2 separate regions of the Mus musculus genome follow, and region 2 is linked to region 1. A link is a contact called in public Hi-C data. All regions are on one chromosome and are shown on one strand. Each heading gives the region's core, a stretch centred on a gene start, on an enhancer-like site or on the middle of the called end of the contact. The rest is flanking DNA. Distances are from core to core; before and after follow the strand shown. Region 1 overlaps Il1rapl1 (interleukin 1 receptor accessory protein-like 1). Region 2 holds the start of Il1rapl1 (interleukin 1 receptor accessory protein-like 1).

What was found. A called contact is a pair of places that touch in the nucleus more often than the background predicts.
Region 2: a contact with region 1 is called in a Hi-C map of cerebellum, with 2.1 times the contacts expected there. The contact joins the promoter of Il1rapl1 here to the enhancer-like site in region 1. A contact is called at or near these places in 3 of 39 promoter capture datasets (the 3T3-L1 cell line, hippocampal neurons and second pharyngeal arch cranial neural crest), 1 of 484 Hi-C or Micro-C datasets (cerebellum) and 1 of 115 datasets of contacts at active chromatin or transcription factors (astrocytes).

The regions. Positions count from the first base shown.
Region 1 is chrX:87,709,770-87,713,128 of GRCm38.p6, forward strand. The region is part of intron 2 of Il1rapl1 (interleukin 1 receptor accessory protein-like 1); the gene reads right to left. Among named protein-coding and RNA genes, the nearest start is that of Il1rapl1, 400 kb to the right of the region's middle. Within about 2 kb of position 1,717, at least 3 of the 459 cell types and tissues checked have an H3K27ac peak or open chromatin away from gene starts, as enhancers often do. A contact at or near this core is called in cerebellum, where this site is marked.
Region 2 is chrX:88,114,123-88,117,516 of GRCm38.p6, forward strand. It overlaps Il1rapl1 (interleukin 1 receptor accessory protein-like 1), which reads right to left and starts at 1,826. Exons shown (of 11, transcript NM_001160403.2): 1 at 877-1,826.

The sequences.
Region 1 (3,359 bases), core at 467-2,966:
CACCCCTTTAATCCCAGCAATTGGGAGGCAGAGGCAGGCAGATTTCTGAGTTCGAGGCCAGCCTGGTCTACAAAGTGAGTTCCAGGACAGTCAGGGCTATACAGAGAAACCCTGTCTTGAAACAAACAAACAAACAAACAAACAAAACAACAACAACAACAAACAACAACAAAAAAACCCAAAGAACCCAAAAAAACAAAAAACAAACAAACAAACAAACAAACAATGCATTATCATACACACACATTACCTCTGGCTACCTAAACCTCTCAGCCTTCTTCCCTCGGTTATTAAAATAGGAGACCGGATTTCTCATATAGGAGGAATATGTTGACAAGTGGCGATTTTATCTTTATAGTTTCAACAAATATATGAATTGACTTTGTCAGTTATTAAAATAAGTGTGCTGAATGCCCTCTATGTGCAGATCAGGACAAGTGGTCTAATCAAGTTCAACTCTTCTGTGTCTATTTGGCTCAGCTTAATTAAAATTCAGCCCTGCTTTTGAGCAAGCCGCAGTGGTTTGGCAGACCTTCAAAGGGCTATACTGCAGCAAACAATAAAAGTGATAAAGACACACAATAACAATCAATACAATGCAAATGCTCCTTTAGCTCACAAATCAGGTAAAAAGCGTTTCCTTGATGTCTTCTTATCTGTTTTTTAATACAAAAATTACCCATCACTTTATATTTAAGTTTGCTTGGACTCCTATTAACAATGGACTGCTTCTTTATCCACTTAACAGAGCAAAAAATGCAGATAAGATAAATTTATACAATACAAATCCCTTAAGATATTTACAACTGGTCTTTTCCTAGTTGTACATGTGGTGAAAAACATGCATGAAGGATTTTTACTTGTATGAAGAAGAGAGTTCTTAATTCATCTCCCATTCACTTGTGTGGGGGAGATATATTCTTGGTGATCTTTTTTTTTTCCAGTTCATTTGGCAGACTGCCTTGGTCCCAGATTTTCTCACAAACCACCATCTGGCATTCTCACTGTCCCCCACATATAGCTCCATCAGGACCTCCTCCAAGCAGGCTGGAGAATTTCACAGCTTCAGGGCATGGGAGTATACATGAAGTTGCAGCCACTTCAGGGACGATGTCTTACTTGCCACCCCCGTATCTTTCACTGCTAGATGTTTAGGGGTAAGAAATACTTGGGCACTAGTGATCAGTAAACTAGGGAGGAGTTATTAATTCAACTCTAAATATATTTACCTTTAGCCACTGTGCATTTAAAAGGAGAGATTTAAAAACTCTGATCTGAAGCCAGTATGTTCATCTTGAAGAACTACTGTACCCAAATTTACATAGAAGAGATATCTAAACATTTCAAGATGAATGTGTTGGTTATCACTCCTACAACATCTGCGATCACATCTCTATATTATCAATGAGTGTTTTTATCAGAAAACATTGAATGTTATTTCACTGAGCTGTAAGAGAGAAAATATTTGGACAACAAAATGGGTACATGAGAGAAATAACTGTTGGAGATATTTGGTATTTGTTGCAGTTTTAATATGGTCAAATACTGTTCTTTTGTATGCACTTTGAGTTTGAGTCTAGTTCTAGATCTTTCTTCAAGAACTCATGAAATTCTTATAAAGGAATATTCATCATTGTATTAGCTTAAGTCACAAACTTCTACAGTTGAAAGAGGTTCCCTGGGATAGAGCCATCACAACTGTTCACAGATTTCTGGCCAACAGGATGGCTGGTTACAAGTCCAGGGTTTTGTGAACTGTTGCTATGGCACTATCTCGGTGCATCTTTTATCAGCTACAATGAAAGCATCTGTTTTTCAGGGTTTTTTTTTTTGCTGTGTCCATTACCAACCATTTAATTTCAAACCTTTGTAACTTCTTTTTTCCTTTGTTTATTCTAGTAAGATCATAAATGAAGGAAAGAACACTTGGAGACATCCTTAACAGATACATGATTCCTACTGTAGATGACTGATTGTCACTTTTGCATTTTATATAAAACAATCAAACACATTATAAATATTTAGGCAAACTTGTAAACACAAAAATGATTTGTTCTAAAGTAATTTTTTAGAGTGAGTGTCCATATGAAATGAATGCATAGTTTAATCAAAGATTAGTCCTTCTAATTCTCTCATCATTTCTTTGTGTAGTAAATAGTCATAAAAGAAACTTTTATTTCTAAAAAACAAAATTCTCTTTCAAATAATACATGAACAGTTAATTCAACTTTATTGTAATTCATCTTACAGTTGAATAATCATTTCTATTTAGTTATGCTAAAATTTATGCAATATAAAATGAATGTTAAGTTAAATAAATCAAGCATGCAATAATTTCAAGATATTCAATACTTTTATGTATTATTACCTTTCATTAAGTGCACATATTTGTTGATATTGTTTTTCATGTTCTGAAATATAATGTGCATATCAGGTAATAACGAAGTCTCAAAGTAAGCTCCCAGTTTTTTAGTTTGTTAGCCATTTGATTCCTGAATGTATACAGCATTAATCTGTTTTGGGCACTATTTTCAAATTTCATCAATCTTTGTTTCTTTGTTTTTCATTCCTGAGCCAAATTCTCCAGGTACTCTTTGTGCGATCATATCGATAATAAGATTACCTCATTGTATTAGAGATGAGAAATTTCTTAAAGCCAAATCAAGAATCCTATCACTGATAAAGCTTAGTAGATCTGGATAGGAGGGATTTGTCCAAAATGTGAATGAACTTAAAACACCTTGACATTCTAAATAGTTTTCTATTTCACTGAAGCAGACATGTGCTTGTTGTTTCTTTTCAGTTTATTTTCTGGAGTGTGTGTTTCTAACTTCTGGTCTTGTTGTATATTTGGACCAATATGTAACAGCAAAGCTGTAAATAGTAACAAAATGTTATTAGAGGAGAACCAAGATAGGTAGAATCAGAGGCCAGCCATAATGGCAGTGAACATCCATTGAGGACTTTCTGTATTCAAAGTTTACCAATTAGAAAGATATATGAAGCCAGGATGTCCTCAAGTAAAGACTCAAGTAAATAATGTATGTGATTGTTTTCCAAAGTTCAAACTAATAGTGAAGTTATATAAAATAAGATTTATTTTGATAATATACATATAATTTTAAAATATATATCATATATATGTGATTCAAATATATATCCATATATGTAATTTAAAATTAGTCATTTACTTTTTTCATGTGGATGTTTTTGTATCTGTCTTAGGGTGTGTCTGTACCATGTGTATGCACAATGTTCTGAAGGTCAGAAAAAGCTACATGATCCCTTGGTATTGAATGTATAGGAAGTTCTGAGATTCCTTGTGGGTGTTCGTAACCAATCTCAGATTCACTGCAAAA
Region 2 (3,394 bases), core at 576-3,075, 400 kb after region 1:
AGCTAAAGGGTAAAATAACAGATAGAACACATCTTCAACTTAAGGTTAAGAGAGGTGTGTAATTGACTGCATTTCCCAAGCTAGCTGCATTGCAATAAAAGGATCATCTCCACTTCCAGACCTTTGACTTCCCTGCACGTGGGTCCTAGCTTCAGCTATTTGGGGTATTGGGTAATAATTATATTATTGGACAATCAAACTTAGGAAAGAATGCACGATGGTGATATTTAAGATAATATTGCTCTATTATTCTCTATTTTACTCATCAATTTCAGTCCCTTCTTTTTTCACTCTGAATGATAATCTACCAGAATAGATAGAAAAGTAGACCACGACACTTAATAATCCCCAATAACCACAACCTGAAGAACAATTAACAATGATTATCACCTTAAAGTTTAGGAACTTGACAAGTGGGATATCCCTGGTCCCATTGCGGCTGGGAAATGCAGCAGAATGCTGCACTGAGTTGAAAACATTTCTTTTAAAGAATAAAGAGTAGCTCATTTCATTTGAAAAGGGCTCTTCAGTAAGTGCTCCTTTTACCGCTGCTGTCCCTCCAGAACACAGGAACCACAAATATTGCATCCAAACAAAGAGTGTCTATCCAGAATTAAATCCAAGACTCTCTTCCACACAAAAATAATTGGGGAGCGAGTGCTTCTTTGATTTATTTCCAGTTATACTCGGAATGCACACACACACACACACACACACACACACACACACACAACTGCAGTTATTCCATTCTGTGCCAATAACGGCCACATCACAGCCATCAATGCGATGCAGCAATCATCCAAGTCACCCATTCTCATTACAGACGCCCAAGTTTGCTCATGCCACTGATGGGTCTACATATAAAAATGACCTTACCCACAACTGTCTTCCAAATTATTCTCCTCTGGATATCAGCCGGTAAGGTAATTGCTGGTCATCACAATGCGTATTCAGAAAAATCCACGTTTTACTCCTGTGTTCTTTTTCTTGTTTTTGCTAGCAATTAATATTGTGAACAAGGTACCCATTCACAAATGCCAAGTTCACCATAAAAGCAGATAATTCCATACAGATCTTCCCTACAAGACTGTCGCCAGTTAGTTCTCAAAGTGCCCGATTGTTTAGTGACGATACAATCCAGGTGCAGAGCAGGAAAGGGGAAAAAAAAGGACTAGGAAGAAAAAAAAAAGAAGAGGCAGAATAAAAAGAGAGAGAGAGAGGGAGAGACTGAAGAAGGAGAGATCAGAAAAAGAGGGAGAAATTTTTTAAATGTGTTTTGTTTTGTTTTGGTTATTTTTTAAAGAAGGAAGGAAATCGGACGATAAGTGAATAAGTCTGTGAGCTCTACGACAAGAATCGGAGTCTTGCTTGCAAATCTTCTGGATACATGTAGCCTTTCAAATCTTCCTGGTCCCCAAGTAAAATTTCCAGATCCGGGATGCAGCCATAAGAAAGAATCCTATGTGTATTTCACAAGTATCCCGCAATAACAGATCCGACGGGGTTTTCCTTGTACAGTACTGCTATGTGAAAGCACACAACCCCTGCTGTTTGGGAAGGTGTCTCCTGGGTCCTAGCTCTCTTCAGCAGACCCCAAAAATGATTTTTCAAAAGAGAGTGGGTGGGGGGAAGCAGCTTTGCGTTTATCTTGAATGATGCTAATCCTGAGCGAAAACGACAAGCAAGCCACGAACAGCACGAGATCTTGATTAATAGCCAGAATCCACTCAAAATATCCCAAGGAAGAAGGAGCGAAAACAAGAAAGAGAAACTGCAATGCATAAATGATTCCAGTGTTTCTACAAGATCGGTTCATTTGATTGAATGCATTCTCTGGTTTGCAGCAAGTCATAAAGAGGATAGTATTACTGCCACCCAATGGATATTTTAGTACTAGCCAATCCACAGACAGCCACCGCTTTGCGAGTTTTAGTTTTCAGAAGACCCGAAGAGGAAGGACGGTAGCCTGGGAATCTTTCAGCAAGGACCCTGGAAGGAATAATGGGAATTCGTCCTTCCAGGCAAAAGTGGCCCAGCCAATTGGACATTTACCCAGGCTTGCATTAGCCACGTAGAATTGTGATTGCATTTTTCTAGGCAGCTGAAAGGTATACAGGAGCGATGCCTGATCTGACACACTCATAATAACCTCCTTTCGTCTTTTCTTTTTGAAGATTTATTATAGCTCTAGCGATCTCTCTCTCTCTCTCTCTCTCTCTCTCTTTCTCTCTCTCTCTCAATTAAAAAAGGGGGGTGGTGATGGCATAAAAACTGAGCTCAGAGTCTCAGGTGGCAAGGTGCTAATCTTTCCTGAAGGACAGTTTTTGCAAAGTGCTTCTCTCTGTATTGGTATGTAAACTGGAAATCCTTCCAGCAGTTACCTCCCAGCATGAGCTCCCTCCGTTTGGGGAAGAGCAAAATCTTCCCAGAGAGAAAGGAGTTTGGGAAAAGAATGCTTGTGGTGGGTTTCCCTTGAGGAGAGGGGGTGGGGACGGGAGTAGGGGGAGTGGGAAGAGAAACTGACAGGACAGGACTGAAAGAGGATTCTCTTCCTCAGCAGTAAAGATTTCTGTACATCTTGAGAGTTCGCTGCAGTTTTTTGAAACGGATTTGTGTTGAGGGATGAGGGACAAAAGTAGAGAGATACTTGTAGATAGATGAGGAGTTACTTACTTTAATGTGCCTTGCCTTTTTACCTTGAGATGTTACGAAACTCTTAATTCTGCTATTCCAATACTTTAATGCATGCACTTTCATTCTGGAGATGCAGTGTGAGGCCTGAGAGCCTGAGTCTCTAATAAGCTGGTCCGTGCACTATAATAATGCTGTCAGACTGCATACTGCACTTAAAGTAGCAAGCCCCTGGAGAAGTGCGCATATTTACACTGCAGCCACAGCCTTAGGTACTGACAATGGAGTAAAGTGGAAAAGAGAATTGATAAATGCCTTTCTGTCACCCTTCCTCCTTCTCCCCAAACTTCAGCTTTTTCCACCCCCTGCAATGACAAGTCTGAAAATCTTAACTTGCTCAACAAGGTTTTCCTCAAGCTTTTTAACTGGTAGACTTCACAGGATACACCAAAGGTAGAAAAGTGAGCAGGCAAGACAACCCTATACCTTGAAAACTAGGTCTTCATGTAATTTACAGAATAAAGCACAAATTGGAGGGAGATTAAATACTTGAAAAATTAGATGAAATGGGTAATTAATTGAAAGCTAGACTGAGTCAGAGCATAAGTGAGATGACCAAGAGTTGGGAAACAGAACGGGGAGGAAAATCTATATTTTGATGGAATGTCCATTAAACAACTGAAATTACAAGGCAAGGCAAGGGAAGATGTGCTAAACTGCTAGGGCATTTTCAAGACTTACCCAGTATTTCGGAAGGGCTTTA